Regions from separate parts of the Anas platyrhynchos genome. Here region 1 is linked to region 2. The links are chromatin contacts, called in public Hi-C maps. All regions are on one chromosome and are shown on one strand. The core of a region is the stretch at or near the end of the contact, and the rest is flanking DNA. Distances in the headings are between cores, read along the strand shown.

What was found. Hi-C and Micro-C count contacts between places; a contact is called where the count stands out from the background.
Region 1: a Hi-C map of skeletal muscle shows a contact between it and region 2, with 9 times the contacts expected there. The contact joins two enhancer-like sites. A contact is called at or near these places in 3 of 8 Hi-C or Micro-C datasets (liver and skeletal muscle).

Annotation. Positions count from the first base shown.
Region 1 is chr1:177,027,164-177,032,173 of IASCAAS_PekinDuck_T2T, reverse strand. No RefSeq gene overlaps it. Among named protein-coding and RNA genes, the nearest start is that of NUFIP1, 31 kb to the left of the region's middle. Within about 2 kb of position 3,398, at least 1 of the 8 cell types and tissues checked has an H3K27ac peak or open chromatin away from gene starts, as enhancers often do.
Region 2 is chr1:176,875,243-176,880,361 of IASCAAS_PekinDuck_T2T, reverse strand. All of the region lies in intron 2 of TSC22D1 (TSC22 domain family member 1), which reads left to right. Among named protein-coding and RNA genes, the nearest start is that of TSC22D1, 57 kb to the left of the region's middle. Within about 2 kb of position 2,936, at least 4 of the 8 cell types and tissues checked have an H3K27ac peak or open chromatin away from gene starts, as enhancers often do.

The sequences.
Region 1 (5,010 bases), core at 2,149-4,648, 150 kb before region 2:
TCCTCCCTGGAGAGGGCTGGTTAAAGCTCCCTGGTTCACAGTTGCATCATCTGAAGGACATCCCATGCGTTACGCCTCTCTACTCTCTCATGAATTAGGCTCCGAGCTTTAAATTACCATCCTTTCTTAATGTGTGGCTATATTTAGCTTAATTTCCCATGGTCTGCTGGGCTTCTCTGTAGTTTGCTGCTGTGATCTGGTTCAATGGGTTACCGTGCTACGCCCGCAGCCGGTGCAGCTCGTCTTGAAGCCAAGAGAAAAGTGGGGCCGGGGCATCTCGGTGCTTGCAATCCTACAGGGATTGTGCTGAGCCTCTGGTTTGCACCGAGAGCATCCCAGAGTGGGGGCCGAAGGTGGCTGGGGGGAAAGGCTTACTTAATTTTATGGGCCTGGGTGGTGGGGATGGTGGAGAAGGAGGTGGCTCGGTTGCTGTCGCCAGCCCAGCTCTGATATATGGGTTGGGGAGTGTGTTGCCCTATTAAGGGCAAGCAGCTGAGCGGGTGCTGGCTTATAAATACCTGCTCTTTCTTGGGAGAAAGGACCCCAGAGGCGGATGGCAACCAGCCATCAGTTTCTGGTCTCAAAAAAAAAATAAAAAATAAAAAATGCTGTTTATACCAGCAGCCAGCAACTGTATCTAAACATACGTCTAAATCCATAATTCTAGCTGCAAGCCTCAGAAGGGTTAACCATAATAAAAACCTATTTCAATATTGCTTTTTTTTTTTTTTTAAGCCTACTGAGAATCACTGAAGTAGAGATTTTCATTGTGACTCAGGTTGCTGAGCTCCAGTCACTGGAAGGTTTCTTTAAATTCAGGCCAGTGTCCCCTGAGACAGCGCTGGCTCTTCCTTTATAGCCCTTTCAAATTTATACTAAAAATGCAACTCCTAAAGCCGCTTTGATCCACTGATGTATGATCTATTCCAAACCAGAGGGTCAGGTTGCATCCCACCTGTCCTTGGTCGAGTGAGACTTTTTTTTTTTTTTTTAATGGTTTTAACTGCAATGACAGTAAAAAAAAAAAAAAATCCACCTTCAGTTTCATGTAGTGATACATCAGAGAAAGCACATAAATTCAGCAGGCTACCAGGGACAAAGGGTCATGGGAGCAGACCTTGGCAGATAGATAAGCTGGTGTGTGGAGGCTGGTCAGTACCTGGCTGGGTAATAAATCCATCACGGCTGCTGCAGGGCCAGGGGCTGCCCTCTGGTGCAGCTGAAAAGGAAACCCCTGCGGGAGGGGGTTCTTGCTTTATGGATTCTCAGAAACGAAGCTGATGGGTGCTGTCAGCACCACCATAGGTAAAAATGTCCAGTTGGGCGTCGTCGATGTACTTTGTAATTGATCAAATCGTTTGCGTGGGGCTGCGTAGTGTTTTAGGCAGGGCATTGCACCAAAATGCTGCCTCTAAAATTTAGCCTTGGGCCTCTTGTGCTCCCCTGTAACCGCCCTCTGCAGGTATTCGAGGCTAAAAGCGAGTGCTGGGTCTGGTCTGAGGGCAGAAGGACTGCAACACCCCAGGAAGTTTGTCTTGGAGGCCCTGAGCAGTGCTGTGGGAGCTTTTTACCTCAACAGCGTGGAGACAGGAGCAAGGAGGCTGGAGAGCAGAGCAAGTCCTAGCAGGCAGCAGGGATTCAGGTCACTGTAAGGGACTTGTGAGTTAAAACTCATTGATAACTTGCTTGCAAAGCAGTCCTTTAGATCCTGCGGGACCACGGGGAGATACGCTCTGTGCCAGCGCCTTTTTCCAGCAGGTCCTGAGAGCAGGGGCTGAGCTGTTGCTGAAAGCTCTGAAAAAATTCCCCCACAGCCCTAAAATGGAAAATTACTCCTCGCAGCCTAAATCAAAGGTGGCTTTATAAGTGGGAAGGAGCCTGGGGAAGACCCTGGGGGGCTGTGGCTTCCTCCTTTGCCTCCGTTAGCCTTGCCCCGTGCAGCGTGTGCTTGTGCACCAGCAGAGAGGCTGCAGAGTGCCTATTCCTCCCTCCTTCCCCCTTCAGCGAGCACTGCAGCTGTGCCCAGCGTCGCAGTTTCCCATAATAGTAGCTATAACTAACCCCGTAAGTCAGGCTCTGTAATTATGGGACCCAACATGGAACAACAGGATGGACGTATGGGTCAGCGGCCGCTTCGAGGAAGGCACGCGAGGGGCCTCAGTGGGTGCTGAAAAGGGTTGGTGCTGGAATCCTGGTCATCCCAAAGGCTTGTCTCAGTGGTGCTTTGTGCTTTTTTTTGGCTGTCTCAGTGGTGTTTTGTGCTGCTACTGTCTCCAAAGGTAGCTGAGTATCTGCTCCCTCCTTCCTGCCCTCCTCTGTTACCTTCTTGGAGGGCAACCACAAATGCAGAGTGAGCCATGCCACCTTGCACAGGAGTTTGGGAAGGAAAACAGCTGCCAGGGCTTCGATTTCCCTCTCTGTCTTCTGTGATCTGCACTTGCAAAGCAGCATCCAGATAAAGGCCTCTGGTGTTGTGCCTGAAAGTCCAAACTTTGTTCTTTCGGGCTTTCGGTCATCGATAAGCAGCGATTACACGCTCCTTCTGGATGCACTCTCTCTCCTGCAGTGAAGTTCTTTGTTGCCATGGATATTACTTTGACACGAGAGGCATGTCACCAAAGTGGATTTAAATGGACCCTTCTGGGTCAATATTTCCACAGGAGCAAACGTGTCCTGGGGCTTCCTGGATTTCTTCTGCTTGGCCTCAGTGCAGCAAGCACAAACCACCCAGAGCTTCAGCTGGAGAGGTAACAGATGCCCCTTAACTGGCAGGAAAGAGGAATAAATTTTGTAAATTAATTTTCCCCACCCTGCAGAGATACAGGAAACTCTCCGACCACAGTAACCTGAAAGATCAGGTAGAAGTGTCCCCATTGTTTGTTCTTGACAATTTGAAACTACTTTTTCTTGCCAATCCCATTTTTTTTTTTTTTTTTTAAGAAGTGCCTTTCAGTCTGGGGTTTCCACGATGTGTCGTGTTGCAGCTCATAAATGGACTTGTGTTCTGGGCAAACAATAGTTGTTACTGTTTAACACAGAGATTTGATAAAATTTGCTAATGACTGCTGCAGAAAACGGGCAGCTCGACCGGAGAGAAGTTCTCGGTTTCTACCCAGGAGCAAAACTCCCACTCCCTGTCTTATGAATTTCATTAGGTGGAACTAATTAAGGGGATGTTTCTTATTACCCAGATGAGAATCGGTCCAAGAGGAGTCCAGGGAGGTTTGTACGCTGCGGCACAACTGCTCCGCTTTTAAATACTGCGAAAGCCTTGTGTCCTATTTAATTTGACATTCCTTGTGTTTGTTTCTCTTCGTGACTCATAGCACAACACTGGCAGCAGGCCTAGGAAGTAGGTTATGGGATCTGGCGTGGGGACACTGGTGGATTGTATTCCAAGTGTTGTGCTTACATTGCACCACGAGCCGTGAGAGCATCCAGCAAACTGTGTTCGTCCGGCCCCGCAAGCTGGTGCCTTCAGAAACCAGACTAACAGCTGCAGCAGCCGGCCAAGGCAGCCTTGACTTAGCATTTAATTTGCCCTATCTATTAGCCTGGCTTGTTTGATACGAAGCAATTTTAGCAGTCGAATATAAAAACAGATCATGTACTTCTATCGTGTTTTTATTCACTTTTTTTTTTTTTTTTTTTTTTTTTCTCTTAGCTGCTGCATTCTGTTTTTAAGGAACAGGTTAATCCCCTGACAGAGGCGCTGCTCCGCGGTCGTCAGACCTTCACGGAAACAGGGCGATCAAGTCATTGTTGGCAGAAATTGCACGAGGGCTCTGATTTCACCCACTGATGGGAAGGAAGCACATTCTTTTTCATGGCGATGGGGACTTGATGGCTGGGGGTATGGCAGGTGGCAGCAGCTCTGCCTCAGCTCTTGGTCTCTCCCATCAGAGATCAGAGCAGGAGCTCAGATCTTCGCTTCCTCTAGCATAGGTTAATTAAAAGGCAAAGGCATCTCACTCCACTTGTGGATACTGAAGCTGAAAATGCTCGTGATGTGTCTTGGGAAAGACTGGGTAGTTCATTTAGCATTGCTGTTAATTTGGTCTTCTGCAGAGTGAAGAATTCACTGCAAAGCAAATAAAGCTTTTAGAAGAATCCCTTGGATTTGCACAGATATATCACGACAGGAGCTCCAATAAAAACAGCACAAAATACAGCTGGATACTAGGCTACTTCAAACTCCACTTTCTTAGCCCCATCTCTCTCCGTAGAAGGACAGGAGTCAGGATTTAGGTTCTGTTTCTGTTGATTTCTTCTGACAGAAGGCAGCTCAGTAATAGAAAATGAGCAATATTTTGGGAAAGGGCCACGAGAAATCATCGTTTGCAAGAAGAAGAAAGAAAAGCATTTGTCTGTAAATATTTGTCTGTAGCTTCTAACACAGTCACATTGGTGGCTTCTTGTGTCACTTAAAACAGGGTGTGCATTTGGCCGTGCAGGTGTGTGTGTGTGTCTTTGCATGTGTGATGCTGGATGCTGAGCTACAACCCTCACTGAGTGCAACTTTTTTTTTTTATGAGGAGGTTGCAAAATGATGGGTCAAGGGCAAGATGCTATGTTTGAACTGGCTTCTGAAGATCTGAATAGCAGAATGGATTTTGAGTGATTCAGAACTGTTTGTTTGTTTATTTAAATATTATACAGAATTCAGCCAAGTAATGAAACAAACCCAAAACTGTTTCCTGATGCCCTTCTTGGGCCTTGCTTTCTTAAGGAAAGAGTTTCTTAAAAGCAGGCCATGCCTTCAGGATCAAAGAACACCACAGCTCTTCTGCTGCCATGCAGCATCTGATGCCATCGATGCCATGAAGGGTCCGGGGTTTTCTTGGGTACCCAAGGCCGCCTGCAACCACATCACATTTTCCTGGAAATTGTTTTTTGTTCATGCTCTCGGACACTCAGAAAGAAACTTCAGAGAACACTTAATTCTTCTTGAACTGAAATGTATTTTTTTTTCATTTTTGTGAGCTGTAGGTATGAAAACGTAGAGTTTTT
Region 2 (5,119 bases), core at 1,687-4,186:
GGAACTGTGTGCCACATACTGAAGGCTACTGCTGTTGGAGAGCTGCGGTTGTGGCTTGGCTTCCAACCAGGGGTGTAGAAGCCAAATAGGTGATGTAATTTTTAAAATATAACTTAATATAAGGTATGTTGTGAGGAGTTGTCTGCTGTACTCCTGGAACTGTTTTTCATGGGCCATACAGCCTCCTGCTTCTCATATCCTGGAGTTAGAATGTTTTGGGAACCAGTTGCAAGTTCATCTAATGTTTTATTTTGTGAAGTCTGCACCATTCTTCTGTTGAGTGCTCTTGAGCCTTGTGGTGGTCTTGCTGGGGCAGTAGTGAGTTTTGAGTTTTGAATTTTAAGTTTTGTCTCTTCTTGCTGAATTGATTCAGAAGGCCATGAGCAACCTGATGTCATTTTGAAGTTAACCCTCACTTGAGCAGTAGGTTGGTCTAGACAGAGAACCTTTCCAAGCTTATTTTTTGTTATGCTTTGGTTGGTAGTACCAGACTGCTGTGTGCTACCTTGTACTTGGCTTAGTGGTTTCTGAGGCCTACATTTCAGCTAATTTCCGTGATTGTCTTTTAAATTGGTCTGCCACGTCATTACTTGCTCCCATGCCTTGAAGGTATAAACTTCAGTTATAAACTTCAGTTCTCTGATGTGTCAAGCCTCCAGCAAAAGGCATTTATTTGGTCAATTAAGAATATTTGTACTTCAGTATTCCTGTTTCCCGTGGCCCATGTGTTCCTGTGTATCCCAGTTGAGGTCTTTTTTCAGAGTGTTCTTGTAATTTCATCCAAAGTAGATGGTAGCAGAGAACTCAGCTACTTGAATAATTGGGGAAGCTAAGGCAATTCATTGAAATAATTGAATAAAGTAGTGATTTAACAATTAAAATTAGAAATAGTCTTGACCAGAAAACTCGTGGAGTCTACGTGCAGTATTGGAACTACAATAGTAGACAAAACTGTAGCGTGGCACAATAACAAAAGATTTGACACTCTTGTATCAAATTCTGACAGTTAATTACTAAATTTAGAAGTGTAGATTTTATAAAATGCCTGTTTTCCATTGAGTTCACAGTCTTGTGGGCAGTACTTTCTGCAGAACATGTGCATGTAGAGGCGAGACAGCTTAGAAGGGGGTGCAGGAGCCCCAGCAGGTCATGGTTTGATCTTTTTGTGTATTGTTACCTCTGTGATGTCCTCAGTCACTTGGATTTTGTGAATCGGATTCCTGAGCGTATGGATCTCCAGAAGGGAGCGGAGTGATTGAGCTCGAGGTGATCCCAGATCATCTTTAATGATGCTGCCTTGTCTTACGAGCTGTCACGCTGCTGGGCTGAGTAAACCAACAATAGTTGCCATTACTGCTTGACCTGGCAATGTGTGTGTTCTGCCTCTTCGGAGGGAAGGCCAGCTTCCCAACAAAGCAGTGCTGACATCACTTTTGCACAAGTGATGCTTTTGGCAGTTGAAGAGCAAGTCTTTGCCATGTTGGCTGATGCTCTATTAAAACAAACAAATGGGGGAGAATAAAAAAAGAGGGGGGTAGACCAATACCCGCAAGCATTTTGGTGTTTGTAAAGGGAGAACACTGAATAGATACCAGCATGGTGAAAATGATTGCATGTTGGAGTGCTTCTTTAAAAGAAATACTGTTGTTTTTTGTAAGGAAATCTTTTTTTAAGAAAGAAAATCTGTCTGTAAAAGTGCATTCTGGTATTTTAGCAGTAAACGCTCTCGGAAATGAAGACTCGCTAAAATCTGGCTGTTCTGACATACCAGCCCTGTGTGTGGACGTACCTGTGCTTGTATTTTCTCAAGCTGGGTTCAGCTCAGAGTTGCTCCGTCCCTGGGAATAGTGGCAGGAATTCAGGATCCTGATGCATGACATCTTGCAGCCTTAATGTTTGCTCAGAGGTAACTGCCAGCGAACAAATTCAGATTTGCTGGGGGGGGTGGGAGCACAGTGACCCTTTGGCATCCTCTGTTAAAACAAGGAGTTGTTATTTTTGTGGTATCTTGTGAATCTGGCTCAAAGGTAAGGGTCATTTCTCACTGAAGCTGCAACACCGTGGGCATGTGCTTTGTTGTGGGTAAGCTGATGACCTCCTAGCAGTGGAAAGTAATACATTTGGAGGAGGTTAGTTAATGTAAGGGTTACTTTAGTCTAGAAAGGACATTAGTTTTAAATGTTGTCACTTCAGTGTTTTGAAAGGGGAGAACGAGGTGTCTTGTACTCAGTTATGCCTCCATAAAATGAAATGCTCCTTTTTCCTTTTATCAGCACCAGTATCTTGCTTTCTTGCGTGTCACGGATCAGAGGACCGAGGGAAGAAAGCGTTTCGTTACCTTTGCTCAACTCACCCAAGAAAAACTTTGTGAGCTCCCAGCCCGTTTCTTACCATTCTCCTTGTGCCTCTGTGCAAGTCAGCCCCTAAGGCTCAAAGCTGCTGTGCCTTCCTGCCCTTAAAGCTAGAGGGACGTTTGTGGGGGCTCCTCCTTAAACATTTACTCCAAAAGCCACCACATTTCTGCTCCCTGAGCTCTTTCACAGCCCTGAGAGCGTAGGAAAGCGTACCTGAGCCCTGCAGCCACCCACACCCCATTTCTCAGCGCCTTCCTGAGAGGGGCAGAGTGTGAGGGAGGCACCACTATGGGCACCCAAACACTCCTCAGGTTTTCTCCTGCCACTTTTCCACTGGGATATTCTGTGTGTGTGTGGTTTTTCCCTCAGCTACCAAGCCAGCTTCAGTGGGCTGTATGAGGCGGCACCGAGGGGCTGGTGGCAGCACCAGGGGCCGGGCACAGCGAGCTCTGAGGTGACCAGAAACACCTCAGGGGGTCGCCCCTCGCCTCGCCCATCCCCTTACTTTCCGCTAAGGCGTATTTATAAATATATAAAATCTATATCTCAATATGTATTTGTGTGCCTCCCACCTGGCGGGGGCTGGCCGCGGAGGGGCGCCAGGCACCAGGCGAGGCCGGTCCCGGAGCGCTCCCTGGCGGCCCCGGCTCCCCCGGCCGCGGCCGCCAGGTGGCGGGGTTGGGCCGCGGAGCTGAGGCGGAAAATAAACCCAAACCCAAAGCAGCTTTATCAACCTCCTGAGCCAGCGATTCCGGCTTTGCGCTTAAATGATGTGTTTTAATAGTAACAGGATGAAGACCGAGGAGCATCTGAGTGCCAGGACGGTGTCTGTCAGCAGTTAGCCGTGCCTGCGTGCCCTGAGGGTGGCAGCGGGGAGGGACGTGCCCCTGTCACCTGCAGGGATTCAGGGTCCAGCATGGGGCATCTGGTGGCATCCAGCTCGGGATGCCGGAGCCTTCAGGTGGCTTTACACCTGGGCTTCTATCCAGGGACCCGGAGGAAGTAGCTAATGGCATTAACGCTGCTTTTTCTCCACACCAGATCTGTCCGTTTTGCTTGTGTGTATGACAGCGATTCATTCGCCTTTCCGTGCAATGATTCCTCAGAGCCCAGCTTCAGGACTTCCAGTTTTAAATTTCATTTACACTTAGCTTTTAACCTTGAAGTCACTCAGAGCTAGGCCCCCATTGAGAAGTCACCGCTGGGAGGAGTGGATGTCCCTCTGCAAGCCCAGGAGGGAAGCAGAAAGAGGTAGCTAAGAGAAAGGCAGAAAAAGCTTCAATAACATCAGGACTGGGTCATTTTTAGCCAAGGCTGTGCTATCAGTAACATAGCATATTTCAGCAGAATTCTCTTAGGTATGCTGCTCTTAATTAGGCAGTCCTAATTATTGTTGCAGTTGAATAATGCTCCCAAGTTATGTGATGCTTGGGGGAAAAATAGGTAAATTGTGTTATCTCTACTTACACCTTTCTGTCTTGTTCGAGTTCCCAGCTGGAAACAAGGAGCCTTTGCTGCCCTAGCGTGACTGTAGGCATTAATTGCACCCTGGAAGGAGGCCTTCAGGGGCAGGCTTGGTGTGGCCAGCACTGAGCTGTGCTGCAGCGAGGCTGGGGACTTTCTGGTTGCATAAGCCCTGTGCATTGCTGATTCCCAGTTTTGTGCACTGCATGCTGTGGGGAAGCATAAAAATATGCGTGTTACCTCCTCGGTTTGCCTCAAACACTACGCATGTGGTCAAAGGGTAGTTTATTTTCAAAGCTCGAGTTATTTTGTGTCTGCTGGTATCAGTGACAATTTTGTCTTGCTATGCGATCAAGCTGATGCAGAGGTAAAGAATAAAAATAAAGTTGGTTTTTATATATTTAGAGGAGCGCATAGCAAAACTTAGATTTTTTTTCATGCTTTTTGTATGGCGATACATAATTTTGTAGGCAGCTGAGCTATTACATAATATGGGCCTTGAAGGAGAAAAGCAGCAACCTGAGCGGTAAATGCAGGGAGGCTCAAGTCAGCACGAGCAGTCACACTTAAAAAAAAAAAAAAAAAAAAAGTGAGGATGTGTTTGGTGGAATAGTGTTTAATTCCAGTAAAAGCTCTCCTGAACATATGAGCAGCAACTTGAGACTGAAAGCTCTCTGATTTCCTCTTAATTCAGGTTGTCAGGGAAATAATTGAGACAAGTGATGGAACAGAATGAAGACTGCAAGGTTCCAGATTCTTCAAGTAGCTTTTGCTCTGCAATGTAGCAAAGGTCCAGATCTTTAAAAATCAGAATCTTTCCATTGCACTAATTCCTGTTGCCTTTAAAAAAAAAAATAAAATAAAAAAATGTGAGCACTTTTTGGAACTGCTGAGACAGCTGCTGAGCTGAGCATAAAAGATCAGAACCTAAATTGGTTTTAGGGTTAGTCTGCAATTTAGGATAACAAGTAATGACTTTTCTTTTTACCTGTTACCTGTGGCTTTTTTAAAGGTACCAGACAGATCAAAACCAAAATATTTTTTCCTGTGTTCTTTATTGACATCAGTAGCTCATTGCCCTCACCCTCAGTTCTTTGTCTTTTGTTTCCCTTATGCTTGTAAGGTGATTGCCGAATGTGTCTTCTGGGGTGGGAAGAACACCTAGAAAATTCAGTACGTTGCAGTCCCCTAAATGAAGGGGGAAAGGGCGGAAAAGGCTGTGGGAAAGTACTGGATGGACTGGAAACCAGGAGAACAAAGCACAGGAGCAGAGAAGCTGTGACTTCTTCCCAGAAAGGGCA